2 separate regions of the Triticum aestivum genome follow, and region 1 is linked to region 2. Evidence: chromatin contacts called from public Hi-C data. All regions are on one chromosome and are shown on one strand. The core of a region is the stretch at or near the end of the contact, and the rest is flanking DNA. Distances in the headings are between cores, read along the strand shown.

The links. A called contact is a pair of places that touch in the nucleus more often than the background predicts.
Region 1: a contact with region 2 is called in a Hi-C map of leaf, with 5 times the contacts expected there. The contact joins the promoter of LOC123143323 here to the promoter of LOC123143321 in region 2. A contact is called at or near these places in 2 of 5 Hi-C or Micro-C datasets (leaf and an unstated tissue).

The regions. Positions count from the first base shown.
Region 1 is chr6D:35,951,828-35,958,803 of IWGSC CS RefSeq v2.1, forward strand. LOC123143323 (ubiquitin thioesterase OTUB1) reads left to right here and starts at 2,995. Exons shown (of 10, transcript XM_044562194.1): 1 at 2,995-3,677; 2 at 3,760-3,804; 3 at 4,460-4,546; 4 at 5,234-5,284; 5 at 5,717-5,854; 6 at 5,937-6,056; 7 at 6,580-6,644; 8 at 6,735-6,790; 9 at 6,867-6,970. The coding sequence starts at 3,787.
Region 2 is chr6D:35,745,420-35,752,278 of IWGSC CS RefSeq v2.1, forward strand. It overlaps LOC123143321, which reads right to left and starts at 2,177. Exons shown (of 2, transcript XM_044562191.1): 1 at 869-2,177; 2 at 1-573. The coding sequence starts at 2,110. The coding sequence ends at 322.

The DNA.
Region 1 (6,976 bases), core at 1,745-4,244, 210 kb after region 2:
ATGTTAGAAATAGTTTCGAGAGAAACTAGAAGCGTTTCAGGGTTACTGGAAGAGTTTTGGGGTCTACCGAGTAATACCAATAGAATTGATATAGAGGTGGGAAAGTGTTTATAACAATGTCTTTAGTTCAACATCATTTGATCTTTAGAGCTACATGTACTAGTGTAATTTGGTAATTTTGGCGCATGATTTCCTTCAAGAGAAATACATACAGTTAAAAAATAGGGAGCTGAAATAAGTTGACTATCTATAAGGGCATGAGCCCCCTTCCCCTCTGGTAGCTTGTAGAGTGATTCTCCAAGCACTAACCCTAGAATCGTCTTCCACCCCGTGTGTCGCCTCCCTCACCATTGTCCCAGTAGTGGCCGCGATAACTTGTCCTCTGCCCTTCCTCCTTGTGGTGTGAGGTTTATATTCCTCTTTGTAGCGGAGGCATAAAGGTTGTGCCAAAGGCTAGTCAGGTGGGCCATGTTGACACACTGTGGGCTAGGTGGTGGTGACAATTCCCTTAGTGCTTCACTCGCCAACTCCACCATGTATGCAAGGTAATTTAGTAAACGCCATCATGATCCTCATCTGTGATGACATGGTGCTCTCCTCCCTACCACGGAAGCACCTTTGGTGAACTTTCCATATCCAACATGCCTCCCTCATATTCCTCTCTAGGATGGACAAGGAAATGGAGGTTAGGGGGACGACGACGCCTATGTGTATCATTACCTCCTTGGAGGCGTCGACGCGACATGTCGTCGTGGCCTTAACCGTGTCCACCGACCACATCCTCTGGTCTGATACATCCTAAATGTATACTCCCTCCGTTCCTAAATATTTGTCTTTCTAGAGATTTCAACAAGTAACTACATACGGAGCAAAATGAGTGAATCTACATTTTAAAATATGTTTATATACATCCGTATGTGGTAGTCTATTTGAAATCTTTAAAAAGAAAAATATTTAGGAACGGAGGGAGTATATCCCTTTTGAAGTTTAATTGGGATTTTACTATGTTTGTATTGTTATATTTATTGTCTGTTGTCTAATTTAAGGCCTAGGCAACATGATCTAAAGATCTATGTGGTTAAGCACGCATTGTATAGCGATTCCTCAAGCTTTCGTGTGATAGGTGTTGGTATCAACGAGCAGTGAAGGCGATATGAGGAGCACGAGAAGCGACATCACCTAAGGTGTTGTTTCAATATATTGATTTTAGACACCAAACCGACCATTGCTAATGGCAATGAAGGGGGGCAATATTACTCCCTTCATTTTAAAATAATTGAACTTATAGGATTATCCTGAATCAAACTTTTAAAAGTTAGGAAAAACTCCAAAGATCTACAAAATATATAATACATATATAAAAATATATATCATAATGATTAAAGTGAAGCAAATTTGGCGCTGTAGATGTTGATACATTTTAAAATAGACTTAATGAAGTTTGACTTTTTCAAACCTAGAACTGCAATTATTTTTGAAGGGGGAAGCGTTGAACAAACCCGGAAGGAAGGGGTTCAGTTATTCATGTGTGGTTTGTCTATTGAGCATCTAAGACAAAGATCAACAACATACTATCAGTTGAAGGCAATTGTATTGCTTACTATAAATTGTTACACATAGTGATCTCATTGCAGGAAAATAGAGTCTCATCACCATTATTTACTTTCCACACAAAGTTTATTACTTGAATTTAATCCTCTATTCAACAACCATCACTACTCTAAAGTCTGATAGGTACTCTTCATTAGTCGACACATTTGAGATAAATGACATATCAAGCGTTGTTGAAACAACAATAGCAACACTCTTCTTATACCTTGAGGAATCGATATTAAATTGGGAAACGACACTTCCTAATTCATGCTTCAACTAGCCTTGTGCACTGGCAGAACATTAGATATCATGTGCTTCTAATCGATTATTTTTGCATCGGGTCAATTGCATATAGTGTGGGACTAGTTTGATGGAGGTTCACGTGATCATATCATGTTCTTGGCACTTCTCTTGTCTCACCCTAGTGATGACCTTCTTTATTTATTTTTCATGCGCGGCTATGAGGCTACTCTCTATTGTTGGATTTGTTCTTCTTCTTTTAGCCTCTTCTACTTTCGATTTTGGAGGCCCTCTTTGGGTAACTTGGCTTGGGTGGAAGGATAGGGATCATGGTGCCATTGAGTCGTTGTCTCATCGTTTGTTGTCTTCCAAGGATTGTTCGCATCTGGCCCAAGTTTGCCAAGACGATGCTTTATTCACCATGTGCATTCTTGGCGGTTCTGTTGCTGCTTTTGGCAAACCAAGATTTTATAATCTAATTTCTCTTTTTTCTTGGTTTTTGCCCTTTTTGGTACTGTTTGTTCGATCTCTACTCTTTGCAGAGGCAGCTAGAGCCCGGCTTACCAGTGGCGGATTGAATTTTGTCAACGGAGGCGTCGTCTGATGGCTACCCCGGTGCTCACGTAGTGCACGAATGCAACATATGTTTTGTACGACTTGACACGTATCCTGCCCTTTGGCGGTGGATTGGTCATGTGTCCCCGAATGCCTTTCTTGTTTTTTTAGGGGCCCCGAATGCCTCTCTTGTAAAAATATATATTTCACGTGGGATGTATCTGCAAATGGATCTGTGTGCCTACCCTGTACTAACTAGTAAATGCGCACGTGGATATTAAGTATGCTATTATTTGTGTATTAATTCTGTGATCAGTGCAATATTTGGTATGATATTGATTGCACGTTGAACACTCGCCATTGGAGCAGTCTAGGTCGTTGGATTGACTTAGTTTGATGGCCGAGAACAGTTGGATCTGTCTCTTTGGGTCTTTTTATATTTGTATAGATATATGTATAGATGTATAGATATAGATGTGGTTCAACGTGGAGTTTTTCTTTTTTGTGCTTCAACGTGGAGTTTTTCTTTTTTGTGCTTCAACGTGGAGTTGGTTGCAGAAAAGAAAACTCCCAAGGACCAAACCGCCATCAGGGTTTTCCAAATAAATACCCGTGAAAGCTTCTCCCATTTTCCATCCGGCACCCTCCACAAGTTTCTTCTCCACGCCCCCCGCGAGTTAGCGGAATTGCCACGCGACTCCTCCCGCCGCGACCGCGATGGAGCCACCCGCACCCGGTTCACAACCACCGGTCGAGGAGGACCGCGTCGACGAACCGGACTCCTCCAATGGGGATGGGGCCCCGAGCGCTGCTGCGCCGCCACCTCCCCTCCACCTCGAGCAGGCCGGAGGCGGCGCCGATGGGTCGAGCCCCGCCACGGTGGTCGACCCCCGGAAGGGCAAGGGAATCGCCACCACTCCTTCTCCTCCGAGCTCCACGAGCAGCAGCAGCTCCTCCGAGCTCCGCGAGCAGCAGCAGCTCCTCGACAACGCCATCGCCGCGACGCTCAGAGCCGGGCCCTTAGGCGGCATGGAGTCGACCTCGGCGGCGGGCGGCAGGGAGTCGACCTCCACAGCGGATGGCAGGGCGCGGGAGGCGGGAGCGACCCCTTGGTGGCGGTGGCGGTGGCGGTGGCGGAGACGAGTGAGGAGCCCAACGCGGCGGCGCGGCCGTTGGACCCCAACCTGGTTGGGCAGCGGTTGGAGTTGGACCTCAACCTGGTTGGGCAGCGGTTGATCGAGCGGCTAGCGAAAGAGCAGGCGGCCGTCAACAGGCGATGGGAACAGCAGGTGACGTGCTGTTGCTGTTTCTTGGAGTTCTTGGAGTCTCTGGAGTGCGTTCTTGAGCGTTTCTTGGTTTCCTCTTGAGCAGTACAACTCGCTGCGCGCGGAAGAGGCGATGTACAGGACGGAACAGGTATGTCATGAATCTGGTCTTCTTTGCTTGCTCGGAATTGCTTGCTCGGAACAGGTATGTCATGAGTCTGTTAAAATGTTGGGGTTGGGGATGATTTACAGTGGAAACGAAATCTCGGGCAAATGTTGGGGACAGTTTGGCGATTAGGCATTTCCTGATTATTACTCGAGTTCTTCTTGCGGTGCGTTATCAAATTTAGAGGTAGGCAAGGATCTTGTTGAGATTATTCGCTACTGTTCAAGATTTAGGTGTCCAGGCTTGTGCTAATTGATTCTTCTATTTGGTTTGGTATGATAGCATGTTTTGCAATTTTGCTGCAAGTGAAAAATGTGGGGAGATACGAGGATCATGTATTGGCAGTGGTTGCTGACATATTTTGGCAAGAAATCTTGATGCCAAAATGTATCAATTTCCAGTGTAGATCAATGGTGTTATAGGGGAAGTTAATCTGAATGTTTGCTCGGGATTACTTGGCCAGACATGCATCATCTGTTGCCTGAAAGCCTGAAAGTGGCTCTGAAGCCTCAAAACTCAATTCATATGAATAATTGGCAAGAGTAGAAAGGATTTGGATGACTCAACATTTCAATCTTGTTAGCCTTTTCACCTTTGCTAATCCGAAATGTGTGATCTTGACGCTAATTCTGTGGAGCAGGAGAAACTATCGCAAGTAAAGGTTGTAGTAAAGGTGAAACCCAAGCAGGACGAACTAGGTATAAACTGGAGTCAGATCAAGAACAAGGTATGGCCTGAATCTTGTCCACTCTTCTCACTTGTGATTCTTGGGTGGTATGAACTGGGATTTTTTGTGCATAGAAAGTAGAACTGGGATTTTTTGGGCTCGTGGGTCTTTCCATAATCTGGCATTGTATTTTGAAGCAAATGGCTATCTTGTTGAAACTGTTGTCTGCAAAATGTGGGGAAATCATGAGGTCATGTCCTACTGCAATATTTTGGCAACAGAGCCTGAAGTCAAATGTATGAGCTTCCTTTGCAAACAGATGCTGTTATCAGAAACTTTAATCTAGACATTAGTTCAAGACTGCATAATTGAACATAATTACTGTAAATCATTTGCCATTCACATGCAAAATCGGCGACCACTTTAGGATTTGGTCGAAAAGTTTCACCATTTTGTCGATTGGTACCTGGAACTGGTTCAGAAGCCCCAGAATATAATTCATGTAAATATTTGCCAAAAATAAAGAAGCTTTGGATGCACATGTTTTGTGGTCTTGCTATACAGTATTATTTTTTCTTTTGACAGGGAAAAGGAAAAAAAATTGACTGGTTGTTTGTTAATTCCATTAGTTTTTCATTCCCTTATTTCTTGTTTTCAAATACTCGATCTTGTTGATTCTGTACAATTGTAAGACTGGCAGGATGATGTATGGTCTGTAACTTCGTTTTCTCATTTCCTGTCAAATAGATTTTTCGTAGAGAAGGAAGGGAAATATGTTCGGAACATGTGAACCACCAGGTTTGTTTCCATTTTGCCTGATGTAATGTTCAAAATGGAGGTGCAAGAAAAATCAGGATACTAAATACGTGATTAGTATACTAGCGGTTTATCACAAAATACGTGATTAGTGGTTCAGAAGGATTATGTTCTCTTTTATAAATACTAAATTGTATATTAACTCTTGGTTGTGATAGTCTGATGGGACCTTAATCGTACTTGTCCTGCTGTTGAGTTTATCATGTGTTAATAGACATCTTCTCGTTTTCTTACTGAACAACAACCAATCAGTATCAATGATGGGATTATATACTAGCGGTTTCAAACATTTCCAGAGAACATGGAAACCAGAATACTTGAATGAAAACAAAATTTCCATCACATTTTTAGATATGTTGTTTCCATGTTCAACTCAGCGTAATTTGAATTCTTGTATTTGTGCATTCGTTGCAGACGCATCCCATCACTGAAGTCAGAAGACATCATAGGCTTGATTCTGACGAGGCGAACCATCTTGATGCATATTCGGAATCTAGATCGGTGATTGGAGATGGGGAGTGTTTCTACAGGAGCTTCATATTTTCGTACCTTGTAATCGTCCTCCCCTCTTTTCCTTATCATCGGATGTAGGGTTAGTTATTTAACTTTCTCTGTTTTCGCGAATGTACAACAGGAGCAAGTTATTGATAGGCAGGACACAAATGAGGAAAACCGTCTCCTTCATGTTGTTGAAAGAATGTCTATGCGACATGGAAATCTTCAATGGAACTCTGAGTTTTGCAGGAGCAGCAAAGTAAGTTCTTTCCTTCTCCATACTTGTTCTTTCTTGGATAAACATGCTTGCATGGAATGATGATTCTATTCAGGTTACAGTACACTTCAATCAGCATCTGGCATCTCACTATCTTTGTTTGTCATTTGCAGAAGATGCACAATTGCTTAACAGTAGTGGCATGCCATCACAGTTTTATACAGTGTTGGCAGGAACTCAAATTTCAAGTTTATTGTAAAGTTAACAACCTGATTGTAACAACGGCCTTAAGAAAATTTACTTGCAACAACGGCAATATATGAGGAAATAACATAATCTTATGCTTGTTTGAGCACTACAACAATGCGCACCTACTGGTTATTATTGTATAGCCATCTCACTGTTCTGTTACTATGCTATAGTAATATGCTTAATGAACTTCTCAGGCGAGTTGTCTTAGCTGTGTTCTTTTATATCTTGGTATTGATCAGTATTCTGTATGTATCATTATAACCTATGATATATGATTATCAACTGCGAATTATTGATTCGCTGGTCCTTTCAGGCATTTAGGAATCTGATCAAGAAAATAATGAGATGGAAGAGACATGGCAGAGAATCAACTAGCAGGTTTTTGACTCGCTTGGTTTTCTGCAATTCCATCATAGTATTGTGGCCGAATGCATTCCATCTCACTGACATAATATGTGCCATTTTTAGCCGCTGTAAAGAGAAACTTCTCGAGTTCTTCAGCGAGTATGATACGACACTAGACAGTGAGAGAAACACCCTTGAAGTCATATTTCCTTTTGTCCATCACAATTCATGTTTCTGACACATTTTCTTGGTTAGTTTTCATTTTCCTCAGATTAGTAGTAGCTATCCAGATGTGCTCGCACAGGGAGGTGTATGAACCGCTTATACCAGGGCTCAGAGGAAATTACAATCTGGAAGATGTCAGT
Region 2 (6,859 bases), core at 927-3,426:
TCATCTTCTTCAGTGATGCTCAGTAAGCCACCAGTCGAGGACGCACGAGCAGCTTTATGGGTCCTGAACTCCTGATAGCTGAATTCTGGATCGCCGCCTCCCCTTCCAGAAGATTTTGCTTTCACCATCCTTCTGTAAACCTGCCCAGTGACATAGAAAAACATAAAAATAATAAATCAGCTCAGCAGGAGCCGACGGTAATTTCTTCTCAAAATAAGCTCTGTTTCGAGTTTTCCAGATAACCCAACAAAAGGCAGCAATTGTAAATTAATCCATAAGGGGATTTTATCTGCGACCCAAGTAAAGTATTGTGTGAAGCATCTAAGGTCTATCATATAGACCCATAGTATTGCAAATAGAGCTCCACATGTATGATGCAGCCAAACAGGCAAAGAAGAGATGATGAATAGATTCGTTCTCCCCACAAAAGCTACAAATATAATCCCCAACCCAGTTTATTCTTCTCATACTGTCTTTTGTGGCAATCACATTGTGCCAAATCAGCCATAGTATATCTTTAATTTTTAGAGGGATATTGGCTTTCCACATTGCATCCTCGTACTGATACATAATCTGCAATTAAACACATGTACTATATGAGTTATGCAAGTGCTACTTTATCAAGACTTGGAATCAAGCCATTGTTGTGCAACAAAAAAAGCAAAAACTGTGGACCAAAATTGCAGAAGGTGGAATTAATGGCAGATTATCACAACTACTCCCTCCTTCTCATAATATAAGAGCGTTTTTGACACTATACTACTGTAAAAAATGCTCTTATATTATGGGACGGACTTAGTATACAATAATCCAATGCTCTCAAGCAACCACACATAATCTAAGGACCAAACGTCTGAAGAAACTTTACCGGAATCTTCGAGCACGGGCTTGCCTTGTTGTCTACCAATGAAGAAGGCCACGCCATGATGTAGGGATGAGACGGGCTTGTGTATGTACCATCAAAGAGCTTGGTTAGCTTTGCTGTTTCCAGGCAGAAGGATAGGAGGGACTCAGCTTGCCCAGAATACTTAGTAGACAGGTACACATAGCCATCGATAATCGCATCAACCTGCACCGTGGAATCATCCTCTGTGGCATCAATAAATATACTCAGTGCAAAAGTATGTTCCAGCATCCACTTCTCAACACCGTGCTCATCAGCTCTCCAAACGCAAACAACAAGCATTCCTGTCTTTCCATCGTTGTCATCTGCGCCAACCATACAGAGTTCCCCATCCTTGGTCTGACCAAGCATAAATTGCACAGTCTCTATCTCTTCAAAGAATGGCGGCAAATCCACTCTCGAGAATTGCAGTGTCGCAGTGTTGAGAATGAGTACATAGGCTTGACTCGTGTGTTTCCAGTAAACGAATCCTTTCACCTGCGTACCAGGGTAAAAAGTGATGACCTTTTGACCGTCTTCCTCGGGCTGCAGCGGCGGCGGGGTCTCCACCCACGGCAAAATCTGCCACTCGCTGCTGGTGGCCGGGGAGTAGACAGCGATGCGCGCCGGCACTTGCCACGACGTGTTCCGGTGTTGGACACAGACCATACGGAGCACTCCCTGGTCCTCTTCGGAGAAGAAATAGTACTCAGGCAAGCCGCGGAAGAGGATCTTGTCGGCGGCCGGCTGGGGGAAGAGATGCAGCGCCTGCGTGAGGGGGTTGTAGGCAGCGACCTGGTCCGTGGTTTGGTTGAGGAGGACGGCGTAGCCACCGTAGCAGGTCTCGAAGTGCCACCCGCGGGAGGAACCGCCGTCCTCCGGGAGACGGGTGAGGAAGAAATCGGCGCCGCGGACGGCGGCGGCGAGGTCCGGGTCGGAGCGGCCGCGGGAGGGGACGAAGGGGTGGCTGGCGATGCGGCTGGGGCAGATGAAGAAGCCGAGGAGCTGGGGCGGGTGGAGCGCCAGGAAGCGGCCGCGGAAGGCGGGGGACGACCGGACGGCGCCGAGGAAGGTGCGGCAGGCGAGGGCGGCGCGGACGAGGCTCGGGAGGGACGGAAGCAGGAGGAAGATCCCGCGGAGGAGGTCGTCGCCGATACCGGTGATGGTGGTGGGTGCCGCCGCTAGCGGGCGCTTCGCCGGCGGCGCTAGCCCTAGTTCTGAGGCCATGGCTGTCGAGCTCGAGCTCGAGTGGAAATGGCGACGGGTGGGAAAAAAATAGGGGGATTTCGTTGATCTTTTGTCCCTTGCGAACCTGGGCCCACGTGCAGACACCAAAATACCACAAAATGGGGGGATTTGATCGTTTGCTCCTTCCACTTCTACCCAGCTCAAAAAAAAATATTCCAGGAAAGCTAAAAAATACCACATATGAATTCATCATTCATGGTTGCTTTGAGATTCGTGTTATATTTTTTCAGAACTTGTCTTGTTTCAAAGGGTTACATTAGGTTTTCTTCTCATTTCAAAGTGTATTTTAATGTTTCACTAGGCCATGATGACCCACTTTGCCGCACCCGTTCATTTCAGTGATAGAACTATCTTACTCCCTCCGTCCCATAATATAAGAGCGTTTTTCACACTACTGTAGTATAAAAAAAGCTCTTATATTATGGGACGGAGGGAGTAATTTACATGATCCGGTCTATATAGTCACAATGCATACATAGGTTAATTTTGCATGAACTGGCCCATATATCTGATTTAAACATGTTTGCATATATATGTTTGTAAATATATTTAGCATGCTGCTCCCAAGACAATTTCAGATAACATTATTTGATTGGGGTGGAATGTAGCTTCACATGTTAAAACAATTTTGCAAGGAACATCCAAGTGTTGTTTCCTCCTTTCTCATTGTGATATGTTGTCAATACCCAAGTGGCAAAGAGTTGTATGACCAATGGCATTTGGTCATGCCACTTATCCCACAACTTGTTTAGTTCAATGATCTACTCTCAACAGAATTCTCATCCAGAGTACACCCCATCCCCCTCATATGCTTGATCTAAAGTATCCTAGCCATGCATGATCATCGTATTGACAAGAATGAGAAGCATGCTAACTCATTTGGGCATGACACACATTCTTCATATCGATTGTTTCATCTAATACACACCAATTTTTCTTTGGGAGGGGGGGGGGGGGGCTAAGTGAAGAAACTATATATGCGACTTGCAGCTACCTTGAACAAATGAAACTAAACTTATGCTTAAATGAAGGAATGAGACAAAAAAAGTGAGAATTGAGAGGTGAACACGAGGGTATAAGATGATCTCCAAGTTTCAACTTTAGATGTCTATTGCATCAATTTTTCATAGGCCATGTATTTGTCAAACCATAATTAGAGTTACTGAATCAGTAATTTAGTTTATACTGTTAATATATTTACTATGATACGCATGCATCATCTGCAACAATTGAATATTTGTGAGCATATAAGTTTGAACTATGCATGATGGAAGAAAAATCTAAATGAACTCATTGTTAGGAAGTATTAGTATTGGTCTAGGAATTCTCATCAGGCTCTGTTTTCGTTTCTTGCACCTCATTGGGCCTTGCAATATAACTAAGTTGCATCATAACATGGTATTAGAGCCTAAGGTCTTAAGTTTGGACTTTTGGTTGCGTTGACTAGTGCATGAAGCTTAATGTGGTATCAGAGCCTAAGGTCTTGAGTTTGATTCCTAACTTTTGCAATTTATCCAAAAATTAATGTTGGGCCCCTCTATGTCCATGTATAATGCTTTTGAGCCATAGTTCTAAGTCTATTCGTGTGTTGGCTTTCCGCGTCACACATGAGAGGGGGTGTTGAAGTGTATATGCGGATTGTTTAGCCCTTTCCATCAATTCAGACTTTTGATTGCGTTGGATAGTGCATGAAGCTTAACATGATATCAAAGCCCATGCCCTAGAGGGAGTCGGGGAATCGTCGACCCGCATCCTGGAGGTTGCTGGAAGCAGAGGAAATCCATCGGAATAGATCAATGAGAAGTCACAAAGCGAGCACAAGGGACGTGCGGATCGTGATAGACAAAAAAAGCGATCGGGAGAAAGGACGAGTTGCGGCATTCGGGGGAGACCAAAACCTGGGTTCTAATATCATGTTAAGCTTTATGCATTAGCCAACGCAATCAAAAGTCTGAACTATTAGAAAGGGCTAGGCAATCAACATATACACTTCAGCACTCACAACTGCCACCATCTCCCAAATACAGAAAAATTGTAGATTGACTGGCCATCTCCCTGAGAGACCTACATAAAGTACACACCAACTCCACCATAACTCGGTGGTCTCAATCTATTCTAACCCTCCAGTCCTATTTTTTAATTAATTAGGAAAGACCAATTTAGCTCCATTCTTTGCATTCCAAGAAGATAAGTCCCTGTTGAGATTTGTACCTAGTGTAAACCTCGTAACCTAACACGTATAGAAAACAAAAGCAAACAAAATTAGGGGAATCTTAACTCTTAAGCAATCACAAATAAAGCAAGATGAGAGAGAGAGAGTTGTGGTTGCGAGATCTGGGAGGGTTTTGATGGAGTTGAGAAGCGGGGAAAGAATGCCTACCTTCACCTCAATCTCTTTCATACTAGATTATTCCAGTCACCTCCCATATTGATGATCTACTCTCCACCGTCAACAGTAACACCGTCGCGCGTGACCTCCCATGTTGCAGCAAGTGCAGGCGGAAACCTAAGAATCATCATTGGCGAGGGGCTGGGGAAGGAGGCTTCCATCATGGCGACCGCTAGGGGAAAGGAACATCATCAATGGGGAAAACAAGAAGGGGGTCGGAGGTCACGACGCTGGGCTGGGTGTCTTGTAAATACCCGTGTTATTTAGAATAAATATGGTGTTGTAATTGGAAAACTAAAAGAAAAATTAGCACACAATGGAGTAGTAAGTGCCTAATTAAATAAAATCAATAATTGGCAGTTATTGTTTAGTACTAAGCAGAGTAGTCAAGTTAGTTCCTTACCCTAGTCATAGTGGAGAGTAAGTTACACTAGTAACATACACATGTCCCTAGGCTATGTTACTACCTTCATAGTGGGTAGTAACATAAGTATGATGTCATGCAAAGCTTCATTTATTAGGTTATAGACTCATATTGTATTGGAATATGTGATGTTACGATAAGTAGCTAAGTTACTCAAATTTACCTCTCTTCTCATTAACTCATTGTCACATAAGCAAATTTGCTCAGTTGGACTCTATGTTATTGTTGAAGTTACTCCCACTATGGTTAGTCTTTGTGTGGAAGGATGTGCATTACAAGAACGTGCATGTAGAGCCTTCAGGTAGGTGGCCAGGTGTGCTATAGTACAAGATATTTTGCAGTTCAAGCTTGCACTGATATGTAGCATTGAATTACATGTTGGCTCAGCTATGCACGTGTACGGTTTTAGATGGCAAAGTACAAGCAACTATAAAATCTAGGGACACTATGGCTGTAGATATTTCTGAGTTACACCTGTCCAGCTCCAATAGAGGAGCAGGACCACTCTATAGTAACCATCACCACATACGAGGACGCGACTCCCCTGACCGTGCCGTGGTGCTCACTGACATGTGGCCCCAGGCCCACACGCCAATGGCTCAACGTCAGGGTGTCATACGTTAGAGGATCCGACTTATAAATTTGAGATTTATAAGCATGTGGCGATTGTCACGGCTAAGACCCATTTGGGGTGTGACATGTCCGCACGTAATTACCCTAGTCGACAATATGTTGGCTCGGTTCATAGGAAATCGTCGAAGTTGTCTTGTGAAGTAGTGGCCCAGTTTATGTTTGGTAGATGTCTCATGGTAAAATGGGGTAGGAGTGGATGACAGAGGTGATCCAGGTCATGCATGTCCGAATTGGACGAGCGGGAGTGCCTAATCGCCATGGAGAGGCATAGCTTGCTACGTCTTACTGTTTCTTAATTGTGTATCAGCAAACTCAATCAATCTATCATATTTTGTGTTTTTCTTTACGGTTTCCGTTGATTTTTTTTCTTATTGTGTTTTTCTTATTGTGAGACGTAGCTCCGCCTCGGCATTGGCGTTAGCAGATGCGTCGCCTTAGTGGGCCGACCTAGTGAAGTCGTTTTCGTGAAGGTTCTGGGGATTTGTTCATGGAACCTTTCATTGGTTTTAGGAAGGTTCCATGTGATTTTTTTTTCTTTTTGTGTTTTTCTTTACGGTTTTCATTGAGTTTTCTTTTTCTTTTGATTTTTGACTTGTTCCTTTTTCTAATACATGTTGATTTTTTAATACATATTTTAAATTCTTCATACAAATGTTGCACATTTGTTTGATATACGACGAACTTTTAAAAATTGTTTAAACATATTTTTAAAAAGTCTCTAACATATTATCAAAACGTGTGAACATTTTCTTCATGCAAATATTTTTCATATAATTATGCGAACATTTTTTTACATTGTATAAAATTTTATAAAAATGTCACGAACATATTTTAAAAATGTGTGAATATTTTTTTAATGTCACAAACTTTTTTATTGCTAAAAGAACTCCCTCCATCCCAAAATATAAGATCATTTTTTACACTAATCTTACATTTTAGGACGGATGGAGTATCTTTCAAATTACTCAAACATTTTTCTACATTGTATAAATATCCTTTAAAATGTCAAGAATATTTTTTTGAAACACGTGAACATTTTTTACATTGTATATTTTTTAAATGACACAAACATATTTTTGAAAAGTGTGAACAATTTTTGAATGTGTGCCATTTTCCCTTCTTGTAGATTGTATTGCTGTGTTGAACCTTATTCCAGAGCTGGAGCCAACCCTGGATGACACCACATGTGCAAAGATTGCAGTTTCTACAACTTCCACTGATGTAGAAATGTGCCTCATGCCTGAATCAATAGGTACAACAAGTTGCCTTAACCACGTTTTGG